Regions from separate parts of the Astyanax mexicanus genome. Here region 2 is linked to region 1. Evidence: chromatin contacts called from public Hi-C data. All regions are on one chromosome and are shown on one strand. The core of a region is the stretch at or near the end of the contact, and the rest is flanking DNA. Distances in the headings are between cores, read along the strand shown. Region 1 has its middle 28 kb from the start of tal1. Region 2 overlaps si:dkey-121a11.3.

Region 1 (4,450 bases), core at 706-3,205:
TCTCTCTCACCTCTCTCTCTCTCTCTCTCTCACTCAGTCTCTCTCTCTCTCTTTCTCTCTCTCTCTCTCTCTCTCTCTCTCTCATCTCGCCAGGTCAGAAGAGTGAGTCATCCTCCTCACAGCGGGCGGCTGTAGCTCCTCTGCGCCTCTATAAATACCCAGCCCACACTATATTTGGTGTGGAGGGGGCGCTGCAGCTCAGCATTACCTCACCAGTGTGTGTGTGTGTGTGTGTGTGTGTGTGTGTGTGTTTGTTTTTATACATTTTTAAAGCAAAAATGTCCTGAGTTTGTTGGAAAACCAGTGACGTAAAAGGGCAAATCTAGCAAATCTGTACTGTGAAGAGCAGAAGAGCAAACTGATCCACACTTAGTTACTTTGTGATTTAATTGACTAAATCTGAAGATTTTAAGGCTTAAAAATGAGGGTTAGATTTACAGTTAAAATTCTGTAACACTTTCTAGCAATGTCTCATCTATAAGACTCACACATTCATAACAAATTACAATGCATCCAAAAGGCATTATAAGCATTTAGAATAATGCATAACACAACACAACAATGCATATCCATCTGTAATATGATATTCATTATAACTTATGATCATAATGATGTAGAGCATGATAAGCTGGGCTTATAATATGCAATTTATCAATACCAAGAAACTCAGTTCCACCTTTTTTTAATACGGTTTTATGACCAACAAAACTGATAATATTAATAAACACACGTTGCGTTGAGTCATGCTTTATTCACTTTTAGCCATTGATAAATTATGATTGAATATGATATCATTAATGATGGGAACATGTGGGTATTACATACAGTATGATAAACACAGCTTATGATGCTTTAATCAATCAATTGTAATTTATAATCAATCCATTTATAATGCATTAAAATGCATAATAAACATGGTTGTAATCTGTTATGCACTGAATGCCTATTCAAAGCATAAGTCCAACAAGCATAACATTCATAGAAAGTGTTTCCAGAAATTCTTATTATATTCCAGATATATTGCTATTGCATTTTGAAATGTATGCATATTCAATACATATGAGATGCACTAATAGATTATATAGACATTTACAATACTTGTACATAATACATATGGGTCAAATTGTAGATTTATGTTTACTACATAATTTGAACACACAAACTGTCCCTTACACTATGCCAAAATGTCTTGATGAAATATATACTATATATAAATACTTTTAAATGACCTTAATCTTTCATTGAAAGTTTAGACGTTTTTTTCTCTCTCCAGAAAAGTTTTTTTTTTTATTGGACAGCTACGATATAAACACTTTCATTAACATTTCATACATTGTATATATAATATACATGTACAATATACTGCACATATAGGTTCATACATAGTGTATGTAGCATATATGTTTACATATACCAACATGTAATGCATATGACATGAGACATAATATTGTTTCTTTTAGATGCACAGTATGGACAAAATTATTGGGACACCTGTTTATTATCTTCATTCTATCTTCAGAAAATACATTTTGTTGTAGGACCTGCCTCTACTGTCCAGGGAAGGACTTCTCCAACAATTTGGAGTGAACTGCTGTGAGGATTTGATTGTACTTAACGACAAGTGCATTAGTGACATTGGCCTGTTCTTACTAATTTAAAGGTACTAGAAAAGCAATGTCAATCTCTGTCAACAACGGGTGCTTAAATTTAAAGTAGCTGAATGCATTAATTAGAGGGTTACACTTACATTATGGGGACTGTGACAATATTATTATTAGAAATACATGTATGAGGTATATAACAACCATGTGTGTGTGTGTGTGTGTGTGTGTTTGCACCACTTGTTCTCTCTGTGTTGCTGTCTGATTCATCAGCCAGGTCACAGTGGTTTATTCACAGCCTCCTCCTCCGTGTCTTGTGGGTAAAGAGCCATGAGGAACGCGCTCTGTTTGGAAAGCCGGGCTGGACCGGCTCCATGTGCGTTGGAGGACGATGTCTGTCACATCGCTTTATATTCACGGTTCATCTCCCATATTAGCATGCTAACACCCAGACAGCTCCAGATTATGTTTTAGCTGCAGGCGAGAGGAAAATTATGTTTTGGTTCCTGTGTGCCTGGGAGTGTGTGTGTGTGTGTGTGTGTGTGTGTGTGTGTGGAGGCCTGCACAATATTACAGTTTTATAAACATCACACTGGCCTGTGCAGAACTGATAAAGTAGTAGTGTGCTAGAAGAATCATATAGATCTAGATTTTGTAGACTTGTAAAAATGTATTTCTAATGTATTTTAATCTTTAAAAAAGTGTTAATATTAGATTTGCTATTTTGGTAGTTTTATAGTTATCATTATATAAACCTGTTTTGGCAATCAGTGCCTTATTGTGTTAAATCAGGTGAGCTGCTGATGGAATTAGAAATCTAGAGAAGCATTCTTGTTATTTTTTTTACTGTATTTAGGATCTTATAAATGCAATGGTATTTCTGTAATCTGGACTCCAGATAACACAGATGTATATTACAACAGGAAAATGCTCGTCCACATACTGAGGCCACCTCAACAGCTTACCTTGAAGACACAGATGCTGTGCTAAAGCCTGCTCCAACATCAGGCCAGTGCCAGACAGAAAATGTGTGCCATTGTCTCAGAAATTTAAATATTAAATAAGACCAACTAGAACTTTTGGCAGTGTGGGCAGTGTGCCAAATCCTGCTGGAAAATGATATCTGCATCTCCATAACAGTTTTCAGCAGAGGGAAGCATGAAGACTTGATAAAACACAGTGGATCATCACCAGCAGATGACATGTCTCTCCAAACCATCACTGATCATCAGTAAATTTTAAATTTTATTTGGAAATCAAGGAGCAGAGTCTGGAGGAGGGGTGGAGAGACATAGTTCAAGCTGCTTGAGGTCTAGTGTGAAGTTTCCCCAATCAGTGATGGTTTGGAGAGACATGTCATCTGCTGGTGTTGATCCACTGTGTTTTATCAAGTCTAAAGTCAGTGCAGTGTTTTCCCAGAAAATCTTACAGCACTTTATGCTTCCCTCTGCTGACAACTTTTACGAAGATGTGGATTTCATTTTCCAGCAGGATTTGGCACACTGCCCACACTGCCAAAAGTACTAATTGGTTTTATATAATATTCTAATCTTTTGAGACACTGACTTTTGGGTTTTCACTGGCTGTAAACCATAATCATCAATCATCAACAGAAATAAACGTTTAAAAATAGATCACTCTGAGTGTAATACATCTATATAATGCATGAGTTTCACATTTTGGATTACTGAAATGAAGTAATATATATATGTGTATATATATTTATATATAAAATGTAGCAGAATAACCACAGCATGTTATTGTCTAGATCTGGTGTGAGCGTGTATGCATATGTGGGCGCTCTTGCTCTCGCACCTCAGGTGTTGACCCCTGACCCCGTGGTGTATGATGGTGCCGTGGGCGGTGTCTGATTGGTCTGTGTCTCAGACGGCACTGTCTGAGCAGAGACGGATCTGAGGAGGTGCTGTTTTGACAAGCGTGTAGTTAGCCTACTGGAGGGAATGTTTCTGTACACACACACACACACACACACACACACACAAACACTTCCACACAGTCACACAAACACACTCCCCCACACACTTACAGACACTCACACAAACACACTCCCACACACACTCACATGGATATAAATGGGTAAAGTGTTTCACTTGCCAGACTAAAGCTGATATAACAGCTCCAGTTAGATACCATGTATCGGTTTAATACCATGACTCAGAACACTAGTCTAAAATCAGCTCTAGCAGCATTCAACATACAGTTTACAGCTTACATTTTACAGACTTTTTTTTAGTCAAACATTTTATGAACATTACAACATTTGGCTTTTTTATTTGTAATTCCAGTAATGTATATTACTGTTTATTTATTGGCTTTTCATCTTTGTAAGCATACATAAATAGTCCACTAAAAGCCCAAGTTAACCTGTAAATGAAGAAGATGGATGTAGAACATCTAGACAACTTGACAGATTAAAAATTCTAGAAATCCAAAGTCATATTTTTTGGAAAATTAAACACATTTTTCTAGCATCTATTGTTTTGCTGGGATTTATCAATTCTGATTATGTATCAATTCTGTCAGTGTTTATGAGTTTTAGTTTTGGGGATTACTTTAAAGTTACTTTAAAAGTTTCCATAATGTTATTTTTTGTTTAAACATTTTAATTATGTTGTTTAATGAGGTTTAATTACATTACAAGCTTACATTCCTGAATCCTTCAGAAAATGTTGCTGAATGTTCTTGTAACATGTTTAGACTGATGTTAACTGATAACATCATGAGAATGTTTAGTCTGTATTGTTACCAAAAATATGTTTCAGGAATGTTCTGGAAACGTTTGAAGTAATCTCAGCTTTTAGACCTCATTAAAGGATTCCAGGAAGAAT
Region 2 (4,450 bases), core at 1,226-3,725, 66 kb after region 1:
AGAGGAGAGTCTAAATACAGACTATGCCCAAAATCAGTATCAGGGTGACTAACACCTCCTCAGGTTTCTTTCCATTTGTCTGCTCACATTCCCCTGCTCCTCCCTCCTCCCTCCTCCTCCTTCCCTCGCTCCCCGAGATCAGAGCAAAAACAGAAGCTGTTTATAGCATCTCCTTCTCCCGGCTCTCCGCTCTCTGACTGGCTCTCGAGGAAGGTGATGTAAGCTGCGACTTCGTCACTCTAGAATTTCCTCTCTTTTCTTCTTAATGGACTGCTGAGATTCACAAACACACATACTCATACACATTTGGTTCTGTACAATATATGGACCTTACATACACTATACTGTCTGTTTAAATGTCTGTAGACACCCCTTTAAGCACTTGAGGATGAAATGACCTCAAAAATGCTCTTGTCTCTGAATGCAGTCATATCCTCACAGCAATCTTCCAAAATCTAATAGAAAGGATTCATTGAGCATTAAAAACAGTTACTTTATCAAAAGCAGGATTTTGAACTCATTTTTAAAAACCACATACGCTGACAACCCAAATTTTGTAGAACATGTATTATGTGCCATGTCTTTTGCCAAAGAATACTACACTGACCTTAAGGATATGTGTGAGGTCTTCTGCATTAAATGTGGATGTGATTTTCTGACAGAGTTGCTTGTCTATTCGCATGGACAAGTCTAGCCAGATGCTGCCGTCCACAATCATTACCACCCACTGTACTATTGCTCAAACTTCATAATAATATTCATTAATTTCGACTTGCCATGAGCATGTTGGCTAGTGTTTAACCTCACTCACAGGATAACACCTCACAACGTATTCAGGTGTGTGCGTTCCTAATCTGTAGCCTGACGCTTTAGGATCAATTTACATACTGCTGTCCCATGACTTTTGGCATCCGAGTGTACCACTTTAAAATAGTTTGTTTCTCTGATTTTACTATTTAAAATAAAACATTATTGTTTTATTCTATGAACTACTGACAACATTTCTCACAAATTCAAAATCAAAATAAAACCACTGGAATATAATCAAGAGGAAGATGGATGGTCACAAGCCATGATGAAACAAATCCGAATTCTTAAATTGTTGCACCAGGATGGCACAAGTTTACCCAAAAGTAGTGTGAAAGACAGGTGTAGAGCATGGCTAAATCAGAGCATGTCAAACTTACATGTTACTTCACCAAATATTAATTTCTGAACTCTTTCTGGGTTAAAAACATTAGAATTGTTGTTTCTAAATGAATATGAACTTGTTTTCTATGCATTATTTGAGGTATGAAACCACTGCATTTGGAATTTGGAAGAAATTTAGTTTGTAGAATAAAACAACAATGTTAATTATACTCAAACATATACCTATCAATAGTAAAATCTGACAAACTGATCATTTTGAAGTTGCCTCTTATTTTTTAATTCAATTATTTCTGTATAAATTACACAAACCAGACTGTGGCAATGCTATTAAAAATATTAACATGACGAAGTGTTAAATCCTGTTCTTTAACATGTTTTGATTTAAAATAAATATTTTTAATGAATGACATGGCCTTTATAAGCCAAACAACCACAGGGGAACTGTGCTCTTAATGTTAAAGAGACGGGTTTGATATTGAAGGGTCACAGGTTTGATCTCCTGGACTGGCACGAATTGAAAGGAATAGCGCTTTTCCTTCATCAACCTTCATGCCTGAGATGCTTTTGAGCAGCCCGAAATTGCTGAGCTGGCTTCTTTTTGCTGTGTGTGTGTGCGTGTGTGTGCTTGTAGGTTTCTCTGAATGCTGTACAATAACCTTTTATTTGTAAGAATGCAAATTCATACTCAAACACTGTTATTGATTTAAAGGGCTCATTTGTGTGATTTATCAATATTACAATGCACCCAGACAGTTATCAAATCAGACACTCCAGCAGAGTGACACACATTTGATGTACACACACACATAGTGCCGAAGCCACCACACCGGCATACTGAATTCCATTTCTTTCTTTGGCAGGCCTACACACATCTATTTTTATCTCTCTCACTTTACCCCCCCCCCCATCCCCCGCACTCTGTGACTGAATATGTGTGTGTGTGTGTGTGTGATGCAGACACGCCTGCTGACCCAGTCGTCAAAGGAAAGTATGTAGCTCGTTGCACAACACACCAGCTGTCTGTGCTTAGCAGGAATACATGCACTGTACTCTCTCACACACACATTCATATAAACTCACACACACACACACTTAACATGCCATTCTTCGCCCTTCATTCATAACATTGCAACGTGACATTATTAATAGTTTGGCTGGTCAGTAGAGGCAGCGCAGTGATACGGCTGGACCCTCTTCAGATATCTGCAGCAGATATGTGTCATGTTTTATAAACAAGCTCAAGCTGAGAGGATGACATTTCAGGATGTCAAAGCTAGTTGAGTTGCATAACACGTCTGTGAGTTTGTGTTTATATGTGTGAGTGTGCGTGTGTGTGTGTATGATTATGAGTATAAGTATGGATTAAAGGTGATACCTGGACAGAGCAGAGCTGCATGGCTGCTCCCCCGGTGTGTATGCAGTGGAGCGGTCCCCCTTTCTCCTGGGACTCTGGAGATTCTGCACTGATGAGGATTTCTTCAGCTTGACCAGGGGAGACCCCTGGTGGTCAGAAATGAAAAAAAAAAAAAAAATAGTGAGCAACCACTCAACCACATTTATCTTGGAGTGATCATCTCACATAATGCATAGTTACAGCATTCTAAATCTAAATCATTTTCATTCATAAACAGAGAGTCGAGTATTGAGGTACAAATACTTTTATTACCTTAATTAAGTACAAATTTTGGTTATCTAAACATTACTGGGCAGCTTTGTACTTCTACTCCTTACACTTTAAAAACAGTCTTGTTACTCATATTTCATTACAGCATGTAACCTATCCATATAAATCACTCTACCAGGATATAAACATATACCATTCTGACACCTTATTGGTTTGTATGTGATCCATTGCACCTATATATGTCATGTCACACTCCAGCAAGAACATGGCAGACATATGTAGCCTAGTATGAAGATGATCCATAGCAGAGACTCAAGAGAACTCGAGTGAAATGTCAAATTATGCTTCTTTAATAAACTCTTTAATTAACATTTTAATATAACATTATAGTCATTATGGCTTTTAGAAAAATGTGTTTTGGGGAGGGCGGATAGTGCACTATAGGACCCTGTGGCGCAGACTAAGCTTTTATCCTTATTGGCATTTTTTCCCTTTATATTACTTTTATTTTTATACTACTTTAAGTAGTTTTGAAAACAGTATTTGAACCCTAGTATCTATATTCTACCTGAGTGAAGAATCTGAATACTTTTGACACATTTGTTCATAAATAAGATTTAAAAACCTACCTCTCACATAAACACACTCAGTTGCTTTAATATTTGAATAATGGTATAAGGATGATTATTTACTATTAATATAATAAAAACTATCTTTTAAAAAAAAATACATATTTTTTTCCCCATTTTCTTCCCCAATTTACCGTATTTTTCGGGCTATAAGGCGCACTTAAAATACTTATTTTTTCCCAAAAATCGTCATTGCGCCTTATAATGCAGTGCGCCTTGTGTATGGATTTTGCTTGTGTTTACTGACCTCGATTTTTATGTGGTACACGGCGCTCTGTTGTGCAGAATTCCTCACCCACGCCAGAAAAAGATCCCCCTCTTGGGCTAGCGCGCGGTTACCTTTGACTGCCGTACTGCCTCTCGGCTGTGGCTCAGGGTAGCTAGTTTCCACTGTAGCTCCGTGGCCAGAACAAGGTGCCGGTAAACTTTCCTTTCCACCCGTTCTGGGGTAATAGCACAAACTGTTTCTTTTTAGCGCCCACTTCTAAGTAAAGTTAACCTCTTAACACGCGCTGGCCCACCGGCGGGCCAGAAATATTTAATATTTCATAACTGGCTGTGTTTCTGAATAGTTATGAACAGTTACAGGTTCAATATAGACATCCAATATACCATTTTAAAGCTTAGAATCTCTGCTTTTGAGCTATTTAGCCTATTTAGCGGAATATCCTTTCAGAAAATAAACATTTAGGGCGAAATATGCCTTGGTTATGATTTTAATAATTCATAACTCTCATATTTGCGTTTATCGTTCGTCCATATTTCATTGAATGCGGTCATGTCATACACCATTCGAACCGTCTGGCTCTCCGGATTCCAGAACTGTGCTTTTACTGTAGGATGTATGTTTCATGAATTAGAGCTGCGTCAGAGCGCATGTTTCCAGTAATAAAAGGCTCTCTCCTTTTGTCCTGGGGTAACCTCCGGTCACTGCCGCCACCCCCCGAACACACACCCGCGCTCAGCCACAGGTCCTACCTTCAAAACGCGTCCAGACTAAAGAGAATCCATCAATCCAGTCTCCTGTAATCCACAGTTATATCCA

What was found. Hi-C and Micro-C count contacts between places; a contact is called where the count stands out from the background.
Region 2: a Hi-C map of blood shows a contact between it and region 1, with 8 times the contacts expected there. The contact joins two enhancer-like sites. A contact is called at or near these places in 3 of 3 Hi-C or Micro-C datasets (blood and muscle).

What each region holds. Positions count from the first base shown.
Region 1 is chr16:15,786,311-15,790,760 of AstMex3_surface, forward strand. No RefSeq gene overlaps it. Among protein-coding and RNA genes, the nearest start is that of tal1, 28 kb to the left of the region's middle. Within about 2 kb of position 1,956, the one cell type or tissue checked has an H3K27ac peak away from gene starts, as active enhancers do.
Region 2 is chr16:15,851,391-15,855,840 of AstMex3_surface, forward strand. It overlaps si:dkey-121a11.3, which reads right to left. Exons shown (of 11, transcript XM_022669626.2): 9 at 2,528-2,652. Among protein-coding and RNA genes, the nearest start is that of stx6, 27 kb to the left of the region's middle. Within about 2 kb of position 2,476, the one cell type or tissue checked has an H3K27ac peak away from gene starts, as active enhancers do.